2 separate regions of the Ovis canadensis genome follow, and region 1 is linked to region 2. Evidence: chromatin contacts called from public Hi-C data. All regions are on one chromosome and are shown on one strand. The core of a region is the stretch at or near the end of the contact, and the rest is flanking DNA. Distances in the headings are between cores, read along the strand shown. Region 1 has its middle 18 kb from the start of FSCN1. Region 2 overlaps RNF216 (ring finger protein 216).

Region 1 (4,393 bases), core at 1,864-4,363, 79 kb before region 2:
AGATTCCTAAATTCCTGGCTTCCCTAGTGGCTCAGTGGTAAAGAATCGGCCTGCCAGGATCGTCAGGAGGCATGGGTGCGACCCCTGGTCTGGGAGGATTCCACACGCCCCGGAGCAGCTAGCCTGGTTCCACTGTTGAGCCTGGGCCGTACAGCCCAGATGGCTGTGGACCTAGAGTCTGTGCTCTGCAAAAAGAAGCTACCCTAACGGGAAGGTCAGGCCCCACAACTACAGAGAAGCCCCCACTCTCTGCAACTAGAGAAAAGCTTATGCAAAAATAAGCAAATAAATAAATTAAAAAAAAAAGATTCCTAAATTTGATTTCACAAACCACCAAAACTTGACTAGTGTCCTAGGAGTAACCTTTGGTGTTATCTTTTGTCTCAGACACAAATCTACAAGTTAACCTGTAACTTCACCAAGTTTGAGCCCTTAATTAAAAGTAAATAGCAAGGCAAACAGAAGTTTGCTAGAGAGTCAGTTAACGGGGTGGGCTCCTTATACGCAACGCAGTCCTGCTCTGGGCCTCATTTCTAGGTCTCAGATAATCTTTCCGACACAGGAGAGATGGGTACCCAGCTGGGCCCTGGCACATACCAAGACTGGGAACAGTTCTCACTCTTTCTTGCCTCAATTTCCTTAACCAAAGGGTTGGACCACATCTTCTTGCTCTGACAATCTCCTCCATCCCCCAAGATTGATTTTACCTTCCAAATATATACCCAAGACCCCCACTCCAGTCCACTCCCACCCGTACAGTAGCCCCAGTTCAGTTCAGTCGCTCACATGTCCGACTCTTTGTGACCCCATGGACTGCAGCACTTTCCTGTCCATCACCAACTCTCAGAGCTTGCTCAAACTCATGTCCATTGAGTCAGTGATGCCAACCAACCATCTCATCCTCTGTCGTCCCCTTCTCCTCCTGCCTTCAGTCTTTCCCAGCATCAGGGTCTTTTCAGTCAGATCTTCACATCAGGTGGCCAAAGTATTGGAGTTTCAGCTTTAGCATCAGTCTTTCCAATGAATATTCAGTACTGATTTCCTTTAGGATGGACTGGTTGGATCTCCCTGCAGTCCAAGGGACTCTCAAGAGCTAAATAGCTCCACTCTGGTCCAAATGTCCTAGGGACCCCATAAAGCTAGTGACAGTTGGGTTCAGAAGGACTTAAAGCAGCCACAGTCTCCAGCTCCTCCAAGGTGCTGTGTGATTTCAGGGAAATTTGGCCCCTCTTTGGGCTTTCAAGTTTCCAGTGGGGCAGAGGACAGGGTGGAGGGGGACCTGTGGTTGCTTCCGCCTGCTGTTGGGAATTTGGGAATCCCCCTCCCCAACCCACCTCCTCCTTTCAACTGGATGCCATTCAACTGAAATGGATTCAGCCCCTGGGGAAGAAAGAACTGATAAGCAACTAGTGGTCAAGAGCTTGGAAAGGACTTGTGATCTCCTAAGAGAATGAGATTCCTAGGCGGCTCCCTGGGAAAGAATCTGCCTGCCAGTGAAGGAGACATGGGTTCAATGGATTCAATGCTTGGAGAGGGAAGATCCCCTGGAGGAGGAAATGGCAACCCACTCCAGTATCACACACATCTAGCCCAAACAGCACTCAAAAGGGTTCAGGAAAGCCTCACTTCTAGTCCCAGTTTTGCCGGCTCTCCTGAGTGAACTGAGGACATTAGCCACTGTGACCCTCAGTCTCCCTGCCTGTAAAATGAGAATTAATTATCTCCCCAGGGTTGATGGGCTAACATGTCAGTGAACATCTTCACATTGCAAGAAATGGAGAATCCAATGCATCTTTTCTAGAACAGCAAATATGGCTTCTGTAGCCATCTAGGGGTAATGGGATGTCAGGGATGGTATGATCGGGGCTCTGGCTCAACTTCTGACTCTCTAAGCATTGTCTTCTCCCCCATGGGTCAGCTCTGCCTACAGGATGGCCAAATGCTTGCTGCAGGTCCATGTGGCACATCCACAGGGCACGGTGACTTGGGGCAGACGGCAGTGCTCTGGGCCAGGGTGCCAAGCATGCCCCGGGTCGCTCCACATTGAGCAACTGAGGTCGGGCCCATCCCTGAAGCAATGACTGTGGATGGGGAGGTCAGGGGGTGGCCCCCGCTCAGGAGTCGAGAGGAAGAGCACAGAGCAGAAAGAAAACCTGTGTGCGGGGCATGCGTTAGCCCCGTCACAGACCGTCGCCCACCAGGCTTCACTCTCCATGACAAGAATCCTGGAGTGGGTTGCCATTTCCTTTTCCAGGAGATCTTCCTAACTCAGGGATCTACCCGGGTCTCCTGCATTGCAGGCAGGTTCTTTACCATCTGAGCCACCAAGAAAACCCTCAGCTGTCCTTAAAAAGAAGGGGAGGGTTGGATGTGGGGTAGGAGCCCTGCCTGGGAAGCATAGTGGAGGCGGAAAGGAGAGACTGACAAGGAAATTCTTCAGGCGGTTGAGGATGCGGCCATCACCCAGCCTTGGGGTCTGTCTGGCTGGGAGGGGGCTGCAGTAGCTGAGGTGTGGAGGGTGGAGGACAGAAGGGGCTCTGGATTAGGGTGCTGCTGGGGAGGACTCCGGGAACCACACCCACAAGGAAGGCAGTCAGGCCCTGCCAGGAGCCTCCAACCTCGCCGCACCTCCAGCTGCGCGAACTGCCGCCTCCGCCGGCAGGAAGCGAGCGGGGGAGGGGAGGCTGTGCACGGAAGGGGCTGGGAAGGGCCGTCCCGGGACTCGGCCGGGGCGGGAAGCGATCTGGAAGCGGGAGTTGCCAAGGGAGGAAGGACTCGGGGTGGGGCGGGGGGCGGGGTGAGGGACGCGGGGTCCCCTAGGGTGGGCAGGGCGTGTCCCCGCAGCACCTCGCGGACCCGGGGGCGCCCCCTTCCTAGTCGCGCCCAGAGTCGGGGGCTCCCCCATCGCCGGCGGCGGCGCCTCTGCTCGCCCTGATCCCACCACTGGATCCCAGGCCCCCTTCCCCCCCGCACTGCCCCCTCCCATGGACCCTCCTTTTCCCCGGGGTCGCCCCGCGGCCTCAGAGGACCCCCAAAGGACCCTCAACTACGGCCCCAGGCAGGAGCCCCGCCCCGTTTCCCTCCTGGCCACGCCCAGGACCCAGCCACGGCCTCCCCAATGGCTTTCCAGACCTTCGGCCTCCCCGGATTGGTCCGTCTTCAACAGGCCACGCCCTCTCCCGCACAAAGACAGGGACCGGCTCAGCCCATCCCCACCGCAAGACCCCCAAGGAATTTGGGGGGCTGGGTCCCCAGGCTACGAGCCCAGCCTCACCCTGATCTCGGCGCCCCGCATGAGTCACAACCTAGGTGTTGTGATAATAACTGGGGTCGAGGTTGTTGTGAACCTCAGACGTGCAGACTTGGGGGTTCCACCTTGGGGAAAACCTGGGTCTCCTTACCCAGACCTCGCACCCCCTCGCTCCCCAAGCCTGGCTCCGTTCCCGCCTAGGAGCTTACCCTCGGGCCCCCGCCCTCCGGTTGTTTCGCCTCCTTGCCCCTTGTGCTGGGGTGGGGATGGGTGGACTCAGTGATTACAGGTTACTTGATTATGAAGCTGATACTATTGAGGAAACTGAAGTTCAGAGAGAGTAGGTAACCCGCCTCAAGTCACACAGCAGTCAAGAGTAGCCAGGAAATAATAATGAGCTGTGGGAAGAGAGGCAGAAGCCTGTGGACGGTGTGGTCATCTGTGCCTCCTCCCCACACACCTAAGACTCAGCAGTTAAGTCGCCAGAAGGGTCTTCAGGATGAGACAAGGATGACCCCAGCCAGGCAGTCAGCCTGGAGGAGGCAGTTAAATTTTATTTGCTTTTTAGGGTCAGAACATGAGCCATTTTAATGCAGCTCTGAAGAACTCAAGGTTCTTTGTACATAACTTTCTTTTCTTTTTGTTGGCTGAGCCAACATAGCCTATGGGGTCTGAGTTCCCCTCCCGTCCATGTGTCAAATCTGCGCCTTCTGCAGTGGGAGCACGGAGTCAGAACCACTGGACTGCCAGGGAAGTCCTAGAATTTTATTTTTTGTCAGTGACTTACTTGCTCCCAAGGAATAGCACCATCCAACTGACACATAAGGCAAGCCATACATGCAAATCCCATGTGTAATGTTTAGATTTTCTTGTCTGGAGAAGGGGATTTTCGTAAGGAAGCTTGGCAGTGGTGTCTAGAGAGCGTGTACAGGCTTTGTTCCCACCTCCACCTCCCAGGCAAGTTTAATCTCCTTGAAACTTGCCTTATCTGTAAAATGGGATGATAAACTGTGAGGATGAGAAGAGACCCTGCCCGGTGCCAGGCACACTCTTGGGGTTGGATGAGCAGTACCTGCGGACTGTGCAGAGTGAGGGGCCCAAGTCCACAGACCGTCAGCGGGAATCCTGGAGGAGCAGCTACCT
Region 2 (4,196 bases), core at 1,020-3,519:
CTCCATCCCACCCCACAGAGGTTCACACCCTAGCAGAGGAGCCCATGAGCTGAACATAACTGTAATAAAATGAACAGTCATCCCCAAAGAGACCTGGAATGACAGCCGTGCTGCACAGGCCAGTCAGGCTCTCTAGACAGGGAAGGCATTGACCAGAAGCCACACCTTCTCAGATGTTAAACCTGACAGAAGAGAACACAGACGAACACCTGCTCTTTCGTGAGGAGAGGACTTCTTAAACACATCCCCAAAAGCACACACTACAAAGGCAAACTGAGTGACCGGAGTAGTTTCATCCCAGGGAAGACACCGCAGACAGGGTAACAGACGCGTGACTGACTGGAAGATATCTGGAACTAAAACCGAAAGCAGATTAATATGTAGAGCGCACAGAGAGCCAGCCAAAACTGGGAAGTGAAAACAAAAATCTGATATAAAAATGGGTTAAAGACATGAGAAGGGAGAGGAGCAACTTTAAAAGTTACCAAAGACAGATGACCAACAGGCACGTGAAAGGATGCTCAACATCGCTATTAGAGAAACGCAGATCAAAATTACAATGAGGTGTCACCTCACACCGGTCACAATGACCATCACCAACAAGTCTACAAATAATAAACGGTGGAGAGGGTGTGGACAAAAGGGAACCTTCCTACACTGTTGGAGGGAAGGTAAATTGATACAATCTCTATGGGGAACAGAATGGGGGTTTCTCAAAAAACTAAAAAAGAGAGTTATCACATGATCCAGCAATCTCACTCTTGGGCATATATCCAGAAAAGACAGGAACTTTTACTTTGAAAAGATACACACACCCCCAAGGTTCACAGCAGCACTGTTCACAAAAGCCAAGGCATGGAAGCGACCCAAGTGTCCGCTGGCAGACGGGCGGATAGAGACGACACGGTGCACACACACATATACAACGGAACACTCCTCAGCCGCAGAAAGAATGACATAATGCTATCTGCAGCAACGTGAATGAAGCATGCCCTTTTCACTTTTTAACCATTTGGGAGGAACTTCTTAAGAGTGACGAGGACACAATTCACCCTTTTGTTGGTAACTCGCATTATGGTCTCAGTATATGCCAGTCGCTCTGAGCTGTTACCAGCAAAGCCACAGGCATCCACCACAGCCATCCTTACCCCACTCGAGGGCTGCTGGGCCCTTGGAGTCCTCACGTTTGTTTGGCCAGATGGTTTTTTTCCTTACTGCTGTTTCTATGACTGCCCCCACGTACTCCTTTCTCCCCTTCTATGGTTAAGGAGCTGAAGACTAGATAACGAAGCACTGCAGAACTGGGTCTCACGTAAAAAGAGACTGATCTGAAGGTCAATCTCCAGGGTGAGCCCTGGAGGACAGAGCATGCAGGCTGGGATGTTAACTATCTTGGAGGCATCAAAGGCTATTCTGATTAGCTCCTGCCACTATTTCAGTATGGAAGATAAAAAAAGGCAGCTGTGGGAAATTCTTCTCAAAAATGGTAATGATTATGAAATCTGCCCTGGCTTGACCTTACGGCCCTTTACCAGCCAGATAATCCTTGCCTCCTGGGCCAACGCTGTATGGTGAGTGGTACCCTCTGTTCCCAGAGACGAGTGCGAGGGGCTGCAAGGATATCAGGTCAACCCCCCGACTCCGTGTTCAGTTTCCCTGAGGGTGGAACTTCCAGACTATACAGACCAACACCAGTCTTTAGATACCAGGGTGAAGGAGAAAAATTCCCACGTCTTCTCATTTTACCAGATGACAAGCTTCTCTGACCAGGACATCTTTAGTTTGTTCTCATTAACAGGCTTTCTCACAAAACCCAAGCCATGAGATTAGTGCAGTGGGAGAACAGGTATGTTACAATCTTTTTAGATCGAGCATGCAGGTCTCATCATACTCATCTGAATATTTTAGGATCCATGGTTTATGAGAAGTTGTCAGTGTACTCTTATGAAACCCTTGTCAAGAAAACAACACCTAAAAAGAAAGACATTACAGAGACATAGTATCTGCAACTGTAGTAACAAATGATGTCTCCTGATGGGATTAATCAAGAGGAGTCTGGATTCATCTATATTCCCATATTCGATGAACTAGAAAATGGGGACATTATTGTAACCATGCTGTTTTCCCCCCAGGACTCAAGAAGAATGGAGTTATTCCTGAAGAAAACAACAGATTTAGATTTTATGTGGGGGATGTGAGGAGTTCTTGGCGGTGTGGTTTGTACTCATCAGGCTAGGAGCTTGGGGAGAGCTGGGGCTGGAGTCCAGATGTGGAAGGCTCTGGCATGCAGAAGGAATTTAAGACAGCCTGGATGAGGTCACCCCGGGCAAGTGGGGACAAACACGAAGGGGCACAGGTCAGAGTCCTGGGGTGCTCCAGAGTCCTGGGGTGCTCCCGGGCAGAGAAGGGGGAAACAGGAAGCTTCTGAGTGGTGGGGCCTTTAAGGTAACTAGACTAGGTTTCTTAAATGGAAAGATGACGGATGAAAGAGAGTGGCTAAGACTGCTATGCTCGAGGGGCTGGCAATCACTCTTCGGGGCTAGTTGACAACATCACAGCCAGCTCTCTCTGCCGGAGTATCGACACACACCCTACTTGCATTTCTCTCTGGTGAAGTCTTGCACAATTCATGACAGAATTTCTGGCATTCTGTAGTCCTACAGGGACAGGAATCCAAAGGCCTGTCGTGTCAGGCTTCTTGGAACCAAGAACTGGCTCAACTCTGAGCCCCGCTCACCACTGGGTAACATGCAGATAACTCCTGGCACACACTCTGTTCGTTACTGATGGCTTACGCTGCATTGCTCACATAACCCAGGACCCCACGCTGGCAGCAGCATCCTGGCTGCTGCAAACTTTAGCTCCAATTCATAGCCGAGGACTCCTCGTGGATACCCACGGCGGTGTACAGCCCTACCTCCCAGCACGGCTGGGCTGAGGGCTGGCAGCTAGGCCTCAGAGTGTGTGAGGAAGGAGGGACAGCCTCTACAGCTGTCCCAACTGTCAGTCACAGCTCCTCTGACTATTTCTGATAACGAGATTGGTAATGATTTCTGGAAAACCTGGGAGGGCAGCAGGTTCCTGGAGGGACAGCAGGGGTGGGGTGGGAACGGCCAGAGCTCATCCGAGCAGGACAGGGAGCAACAACTCTCGGGCCGACTCCTTCCGGCGGCCGCCGCCTCCCCGCACGCCTGTATGGGCTCTGCACGTCGGCATCGCTTCATTTTCTTGCTCACCTCTCTGCTGACCCCTCAATCCCACTCCTTCTCCAGTGGCGCTCACTTCCCCTTGCAGAACTGGACTTTTATAAGGAAGCAGAGGTCACGCATTGAGCGTTCCCCTGTGGAGGCTGCTGTCCCCTTGAATGTGGCCCCCACTCACTCGTTTTTGGACCCCTCGGGACAATTAAGTCTCTCAAGTTTCCTTTTTCCTCCTTTTCCCTGAGACAGACACACAGACTTGCTCTATTGGAGAGATTTTATGGCTTAGCATGCTGGGTGGACAGACTGGAGGGAAAAAATGACACACAGGAAGTTATTTCAGAAACTCCAGTAAAAAAGAAAATGATGTGGTTTCAGGTATATTTCCAGGCTGGTAACTGGAAAGTCCCACTGGATTTTCCTCCACTTCTAAAGCTCAAGGCATCCCACCTGTTGCCCCAGGTGAAAAGAATAAAGACAACAGTGTAGCACAAGGCCTGGAGAATAAAAGGAAGTATCTGTTGCTATTTACCGTGACGGGCAGTCTCTTCTCAAAGATGGCCACTCTGCAGATCTCCCTGGAGGAGCACAAGGGTTCACAGGCGACTGCAGCACCTCCGGTGGGCGCCCGGCCTGCACAGGCTCGCCTACGGCCGGCCCTGGGGGGCTCCCCTCCTCCCTGCTCCTTTCCCCTCTGCCTTGTGTGCTTCTGAGTCCTGGTGATCAGAGTGCGCCAGCGCAGCCGGGTGCTCCTCGGGGCTTGTTTTCTACATCAGCACATAGTCAGTCAGCGCAATTCAGTCGCTCAGTAGTGTCTGGACCTTTGCAACCCCACGGACTGCAGAAGGCCAGGCCTCCCTGTCCATCACCAACCCCCGGAGCTTATTCAAACTCATGTCCATTGAGTCGGTGATGCCATCCAACCGTCTCATCCTCTGTCGACCCCCTCTCCTCCCGCCTTCGATCTTTCCCAGCATCAGCGTCTTTTCCAGTGAG

The links. Hi-C and Micro-C count contacts between places; a contact is called where the count stands out from the background.
Region 1: a contact with region 2 is called in a Hi-C map of fibroblasts, with 2.8 times the contacts expected there. The contact joins two enhancer-like sites. A contact is called at or near these places in 2 of 2 Hi-C or Micro-C datasets (fibroblasts and lung).

The regions. Positions count from the first base shown.
Region 1 is chr24:53,972,316-53,976,708 of ARS-UI_OviCan_v2, reverse strand. No RefSeq gene overlaps it. Among named protein-coding and RNA genes, the nearest start is that of FSCN1, 18 kb to the right of the region's middle. Within about 2 kb of position 3,113, the one cell type or tissue checked has open chromatin away from gene starts, as enhancers often do. A contact at or near this core is called in fibroblasts, where this site is marked.
Region 2 is chr24:53,892,759-53,896,954 of ARS-UI_OviCan_v2, reverse strand. The region is part of intron 13 of RNF216 (ring finger protein 216); the gene reads right to left. Among named protein-coding and RNA genes, the nearest start is that of FSCN1, 62 kb to the left of the region's middle. Within about 2 kb of position 2,269, the one cell type or tissue checked has open chromatin away from gene starts, as enhancers often do. A contact at or near this core is called in fibroblasts, where this site is marked.